2 separate regions of the Anas platyrhynchos genome follow, and region 1 is linked to region 2. A link is a contact called in public Hi-C data. All regions are on one chromosome and are shown on one strand. Each heading gives the region's core, a stretch centred on a gene start, on an enhancer-like site or on the middle of the called end of the contact. The rest is flanking DNA. Distances are from core to core; before and after follow the strand shown.

Evidence for each region. Hi-C and Micro-C count contacts between places; a contact is called where the count stands out from the background.
Region 1: a Hi-C map of liver shows a contact between it and region 2, with 5 times the contacts expected there. The contact joins the enhancer-like site here to the promoter of FMN2 in region 2. A contact is called at or near these places in 5 of 8 Hi-C or Micro-C datasets (F1 follicle, F5 follicle, liver and 2 more).

What each region holds. Positions count from the first base shown.
Region 1 is chr3:29,273,696-29,277,211 of IASCAAS_PekinDuck_T2T, forward strand. No RefSeq gene overlaps it. Among named protein-coding and RNA genes, the nearest start is that of GREM2, 16 kb to the left of the region's middle. Within about 2 kb of position 1,691, at least 2 of the 8 cell types and tissues checked have an H3K27ac peak or open chromatin away from gene starts, as enhancers often do.
Region 2 is chr3:29,033,848-29,037,288 of IASCAAS_PekinDuck_T2T, forward strand. It overlaps FMN2 (formin 2), which reads left to right and starts at 1,269. Exons shown (of 20, transcript XM_072035606.1): 1 at 1,269-1,367.

The DNA of each region.
Region 1 (3,516 bases), core at 441-2,940, 240 kb after region 2:
AACCAAAGTCATTTGGTCAAAAAATATAGGAGATGAATGTGTTTCCATCACAAGTCTATTAAAATCTCCTATTTTGGCTTTGCTCCATCTAGTGGTAATCAGACCAAAATTCTCTTTCCTGCTTCTGCTCAGAAGTTGCAAAGCATGCAGTATAGCTAAAAGCCCATGTTTGATGTGCTTGGCATTGTTCGGGCATGTTTGCAGTTAGTGAAGCGCAAAAGAAGTCAATGAATTGGCTTTGATGTGTTCGCTGCTGCCAATGTGTTTCCCATTAGACCACAGCGCCCTTGGTAATGAAGCCCCATACAGGAAGTGTCAGAAAGAAGGCAGGAGGAGACAGCGCCTTATGTGGATGGAAGCAAAGGTCCACGGGATGCATGTAAACAAGGGGTGTTATGTCAGCAGGATTTGAGGGAGAGGCATTCTTAGCTTCTGCTGAAGATTTCTTGGGGAATAGAAAGTGAATGGTGTAGAGACAGATTCATCCATAGTCACTTGCGTCCTGGAGTCCTAGTCAAAAATTTTGGAACAAATCTTGTTTTGTATGCTGAAAACAGACTAGTTCTTCTAGGTATTCATGCAGTACTCTCAATTAATTTTTCTCTGATAATTTACCTGAGCATGTGACCCTGGAGTTTCCATGTGAGTTTTCAAATGAGATAGAAAATGAGTCACATCTCTCTCTGTGTCCAAATTGGCATTCAGAAGCAAAGGATCCATTTTGGGCATATCAGTTCTGACATTAATTTTCTGTGATTAAGGTTTGGGCTTTGTGTTGGATTTAGATGTATTACATGGTCTGTGCAAACACCAGTGGGATCTGTAAGTTTTAATTAAACGTTGAAAATTGTTTATGTGTGTGTATTTGTGTGTGCACACACACAATGTATATTATTATACATATACATTTACATAATAATGTAGCTGTTTGCTAGATATCTTAGCAAAGAATCTGTGTCTCATTCTGCTGTATTTTTTATAACAGATAATTAAAATTAATCTTTCTGAGATTTTGGATGAAAGCCACTGTAGGAATGTATCTTATATGACCTCTCTATCAATCAGGATAACAAAAAACTCTGAATATATTGAGATAATTTCTATAAAGCATCACTGAATCATGTCTCTGTTTTCACTTAAATCGTATAGTAATTAGTAAGTGATGATCTGGTTTAGAAGAAAGAACACATTGTTTTTGTACACTGTGCTTTGTGTACTGTTTGGGCTAAATTAAGACAAATAACCAAGACAATATTTTGCTTTGATATCAGTAAATATTGGCATCAAGAAACCACTGCCCCATTATTTTTAATGGGAAGAATTCAGTCTAAACCTTTTTTTCATCAAGTTAAGGAGGTGATGTCATATGGTAAAGGCTGGATATTCAAAATAAATCACTAACAAGTCATTTTGGCTGAGCATTATGTGTATCAGATATGCAATTGAATAAGTCTGGAAGAAAATGCATTATTGTCATAAGACTTAGGAGTCAGAGCCTGATGAGTTTGTATATCTTGCAAACTCTTACACAAGTAACCAGACATTTCCGGCACGACTCAACATTTTTCAGAGAATGTGCTAGACTTTATAGGAAATAACTTTGGATTATGCATTTAGATCCTGACTCGGCACCCTCTATGAATGCTTTTCTCTCTTCCTTTAGAGTCCTGCACGACATGCCTGTCAAATACACATTGTAATACCATTGCAACATCCAAAGTGAGCAAAGGACTGAGTATTGTATATTCATTCATGTGTTCCAGAGCTGCATTCCTGGCAACACCACAGCAGCTAATAATTATGGGCCTTCTTCCATACTACACTCAGTCTATGATCCTGAGTGTCTATTTAGAGCCCAGTGAGCCAAAACTCCCTATTATCCAGAAATATCTCGGGTCCCCTATTTTTTTATTTTTATTTTTATTTTATTTTTTTTCCCTCTACCTACAGTGCAAGGAAATGTTTTGGCTGCTGCTGGGCTTCGCTCCACATGCAGCAGGTCATAGATGTGTAGGTGTCTGCCTATGGGTGTCTGGCTCCAATGTGGATGTCCTGAATGATGAGTTAAGCTCCCTGCAGGGGTGTGTGTGTGGGAGGGAGATTTAAGTGCCTCATAGACAGCGTGTGGTATCCTAAAGTTCTCAGGGTAATTATGAATGCTCCTGCTAATTTCATCTGCAGTAAATCCTAAAAGATTTTATCAGCAGGAGGCATATAAAAATAAGCTCATTTCTCTTTCTTACAAATCACCTATGATTTTTTTTCCTAATTTCACTACCTAGCCATACAAATTGATAGAAAGCAGAGTAGCAGTGGACAAATTAGTGTCTTTGCCTGATAACAACATAGCAGACATCCCTCCAGAAAAGGAGCTATACCAATACAAGCTTGGTTTATGTGAGACTCAGTTTTTTTCTGTAGCGTCACTGTAGATCTACCCTGCAGAAAATCAGAGCAGATGTGTAGTGTCTGTGGAAATAGGAGCCTTCCTTTCTCATCTACCTGGCAGTGATACCTCAGACATGCATTAGAACCTGGGCAGGGCATTTCTCATGCCATAAATTCTGGAGGTGGTTGAATATTTTCACAGTCAAAGTGAGGCTAGAAAAAAAAGTTGGCTTGTATCCAGGACATTCTGTTTTTCATTTCACCTGAACTGTTTAGAATTTTTACAACTGAAAATTGCTTCTTTCCATCTGTGAAGCATTTGCTTCTTGGAAAAGATGCACAAAGCTAAGACATGAAAGACATTTGAAATAAATAAATAAACTAATGCATTCTTTGGAGAATCCATGCTGTTTCTCTACTGCTCCCCATTTTCTTATGAAGACCTCTACACAGATGGAGGGCAGCCATGGTCTCCTCAGCAGTAACAAGGAATGGAAAATAATTCCAGTTAATCAATTACAGTAGCTAGTATGCCCGCAGTCTTAATATGTTTATTTCTAAAGTGTAGGACAGAAACCAGTTTGGGGTAGGGGGGAGGCATCTTTCATATATAAGCATTCATAAATGTTATAATTCATTAATTTTTTAATAAAATTTTATGTAGAAAGACTAGCTTACCTAATACGATCAGCTGTGAATACTACTGCCCAATATAAACATTTTGAGCAGGAATGCCATGGTGATGCCATGTGAGGCTGCAACATGCACTTTAGGAACAATTTGTGTCTGTGCTTTCTGTCACAAAGGCAGATGAAGACTGACTGTTGTTTTATATGGATAGGAAGCAGAGGTATAACAATGCTCTCCATAAGCTCTCGGAATTTACAAGTACCCAGTAACAGAAATAAATGCAATGGTGGTTTAAAGCCACCTTCAGATCTCCTCCTTCTGCCTGTGACTTCTGTCATCATCCATCTTTGAAAGGCATCACACAAAAACTTATCCAGAGACATTTCTGAACAAAAATTGTGTTAGGGAATCAAGAAATTTTCCACTGCCTTTTGATCTGAAATGAGTACAGTAAAGCAGAGAGAACAATCTTCAAGCAAGGAAAGCAATTGGGGCCAG
Region 2 (3,441 bases), core at 19-2,518:
TGACAAATGTTGAATGGATTTAATGTGCAAATATGATAGGTGCAATCTGCCCCAAATTTGGATGCCTGACATTCACAAAATGTAAACAGACTTCACTTGCAAAGCATGCATTAGACAGCAGATGTTTACTAGCTGTGTTAGAATGACTGCTTTGCACCATGCACACCTATCAATTTTTGTCATTTCCAGTGTATTGCACGCAAACTTGGCTTGCTATCATTTGGTCATCTCTTCAGCTGAAGGTGCAAATGCTGTAGGAATCATGCTAATGAGGAAAGAGTAAAGAACTATGGCTTCCTTTTATTGTCTGCTTCCCCTTGGGAGAAAAACAAACAAAAAACTACAATATGCGTCTCCTAGAATAGTGCAAAGGTTATAAAAATATATTGTTCCTGTATTGCTCTAATTCACCTAAGTGTAACTGCATTTGAGTTATTTCTTTTCCTCTCACTGGTCTCAAGAGGTAGGTGATTTAGACAAATCTGAACACTATTGGTAGGCTTCACAAGGTCTTGTGTGTTTGTTGTTCATTTTACAAGCATGTAGAAAGAAATCAAGTCAGGTGGGAGGAAGGGTTAAAATAACCCATGTGACTTCAGTCTAGAGAAGTCTTAGAATCTGTCAGATGCTTGGAGCCCATTACTTCTTATCCTGTAATACAATGATTCGAGGGCATAGCTATTCTGCTTGAGGTCACCTTCTGAAAAGGAGATGTCTGAGAACGATATGAGAAATTGGTGGGGGGGGAGGGGAAGAGAGAGAGCTAAACTCTGTGTCTCTATTACCTGTGAAATGTAAGCCACAAATGTTGTCTTTTACCTGATGGAGACCTCCTTCAAAATCTAAGACAATAATCCAGGGTAATCCAGGGTTAGAATTCAACCAATTTAATTTGTCAAATTCTAACATCCATTTAACATCAAAAAGTCAGATTCCTCTATGATTTGCACACAAGTCCTACTTCAGTGAACTTGCAAAAACATGAAAGTCAGGACAGAACTGTATTTGGTTTGCTCCTTAATGTACTATACAGCTATGTATCATGTTACCATCAACACTTGCATTATGCTACTGTTCTCACAGATAACATGCATACCATATTTTCAGTAACTTTTGTGATAAGCTTTTTAAGCACTGAAATTTCTCAAGGCTTGATTTTTTTTTTTTTTAATAACATTCCTGCAAATGTCAGTGGCTGTTAACATCTGAATCAAGCTGTTCCCAGTTCATGTGACTGGAAATGGTGCCCAGAGCAAAAAAGCCAGACACTGACTCTCATATAAGTGTAGTCTGTTTGGAAAAGTTACTACTGAACACAAGTAGAAGTCACTGAATCCACATCAGAATACCTTTTGGCAGGAAATAAGGTAAGGTTGCATTATGACCTTTTATTATTATTTTCACTAGAGGTACATTTTAGAAATGGTCTAACAGAAAAAAACATGATGAGCTGCTAAATCAGAGTTCTGGCTGGACACAAGGCTATCTGGCTCACACACTACTGGCAGTATCCGAAACTCTTCTGGGATTATATTGGAATTGTCTCATAGGAAAGAAGGCAGAATTGGGGGTTTTAGCTTGTAGCCACCCCAGGGAGTAGTTCTGAATGGACTTATGTTCTAAAGAGGTTTTTCACTCTCAAAGGAGAAGGAATGCCATGCGGTAACCAGCTGTGTGTAAGAGCAAAGGGCATTTATAGCAATGAAGAATGAAAGAGAGGAATTGAACTCTGTGCACATGTGAATTAGACTGATTTGGTGTCTTCTAAGGGTGGCATCAAAGACTGAAAATGTACCAGTCAGATATGGCTGGACTAGGAGCAGCTGCAGACATACGTATGCGTTTTACCTCCAAGAGTGTTAGTGTAGTTAAATATATTTCATACATAACACATTGACATATGCACATACTTTCAGAAAAATTGAAAGGTCTAAAAACAGCAGCAAATATGTAACTGAGTAGGAGCTCATGAAGCTCCTAGTCCAGAGCAGAAAAGCTTTTTTTGTTGTAAAAAAGTTGATCATGCTTACAGGCTCATATGGGTAATCTAAGCTTCATCTGTCATTTAGGAATAAATCTTTTTCTAAACTAAACCCTGGAGAGCCTGTGCCAGGTAGTTAGGGTGCATATGGTGTTAAGATGCTCCTTTACTGAAGAAGCAGTGCTAGGAACAGTAGCTCCCCCGCCCTAACCTCCAGCTACCTTCCCTTGTTCAGCGAAGTCACCCAATGCTGTTTGCATGCTATGGGCTATGTGGAAACAAACGTGGCTGCTTAGCTGTCTCTCTCTCCACAGAGCCCTAATGCTATGGGGAAATCTGTCAAATCTGTCAAAGCAGTGGCTACAGAATATGACAACTGCAGTCCTTTGCACTCTCTCTTTTCTTCCCTACCTTGCTTGCTGTGTGTGCTTATGTAGGAGAGAAGAACAGCACGGAAAAGTAGCTATGCTGTACCTCCACTGCAGTCACAGGAGGTTTGCTGCTTTATTAGCACATCTGTGTTCTTAATGAAGTACAGGGCAGGGGCATCAGGCTGACCATGTAGCCATACTTGACTTATATTCATACAACCCAGGCTACCTGCTTGAATGGATGTATTTTTTTGGCGTTGTCACTCTTTTTTTTCCCTTTCTTTCATCACAAAAGGTTTTTTTGATGCTTATATCATGTTTCCAAAATAGGCTTGGTATAGTGTCAAGCAATTCATACTCACCCTAGCTATGCTGGATGTGGATTTTGATTTAAACACAAGTCCTCCAAGAAAAACATGATGAGTGTGTTAAATAAATAAATAACAGATAACGAGGTGTTACAGCAGTTCTTGTTCAATCTTCCAAGATCTACAACTGATCTCCCTCAGATGGTTTCTTATCATTTCTAACTGATACAGATGTATGAGTTGTCTACAGATGTCAGTGGGGGTGAGCTTAGAAAGTCAAGAAGCTATACCCTTAGCATTTAAAAATAACCAGCCAAGTAGGTGGCTTAGTACATCAGACCCATTTTATCTGGTTTGAGATGATAAATGAGGTAACAATATAAACCCAGTTTCTGTGGATACTTCAAGCAGCAGAAACAGTATGAAGTATGTACAAAAGCCACAAACTGTTGAGATAGATAATACCACATAGTCAGGTTACATGTGTGCTTGTAGAAACCACCACTTGTGCTCAAGAATACAGAATTTAGGAGTATCTTCTGTTCAAGGTTTTACTTAAAACTTTTTTTTTTTTTTTTTAAAGAAGAAAGTGAAGTTCAAAGCACTTTCATGTAGCCATTAGAAAAATGCTTCTATAAAACAGAAATTGAGATGTGCTAGGCAAAAAAATACATTTAAATAGTGAGATAACATCTTAGATGGCTCTGAAATAGTCTTTTAATCAATTCCAGTTATTGAAGTTGTATGTATCTCAGTCTTAGCCATCAAATGACAACTCAAC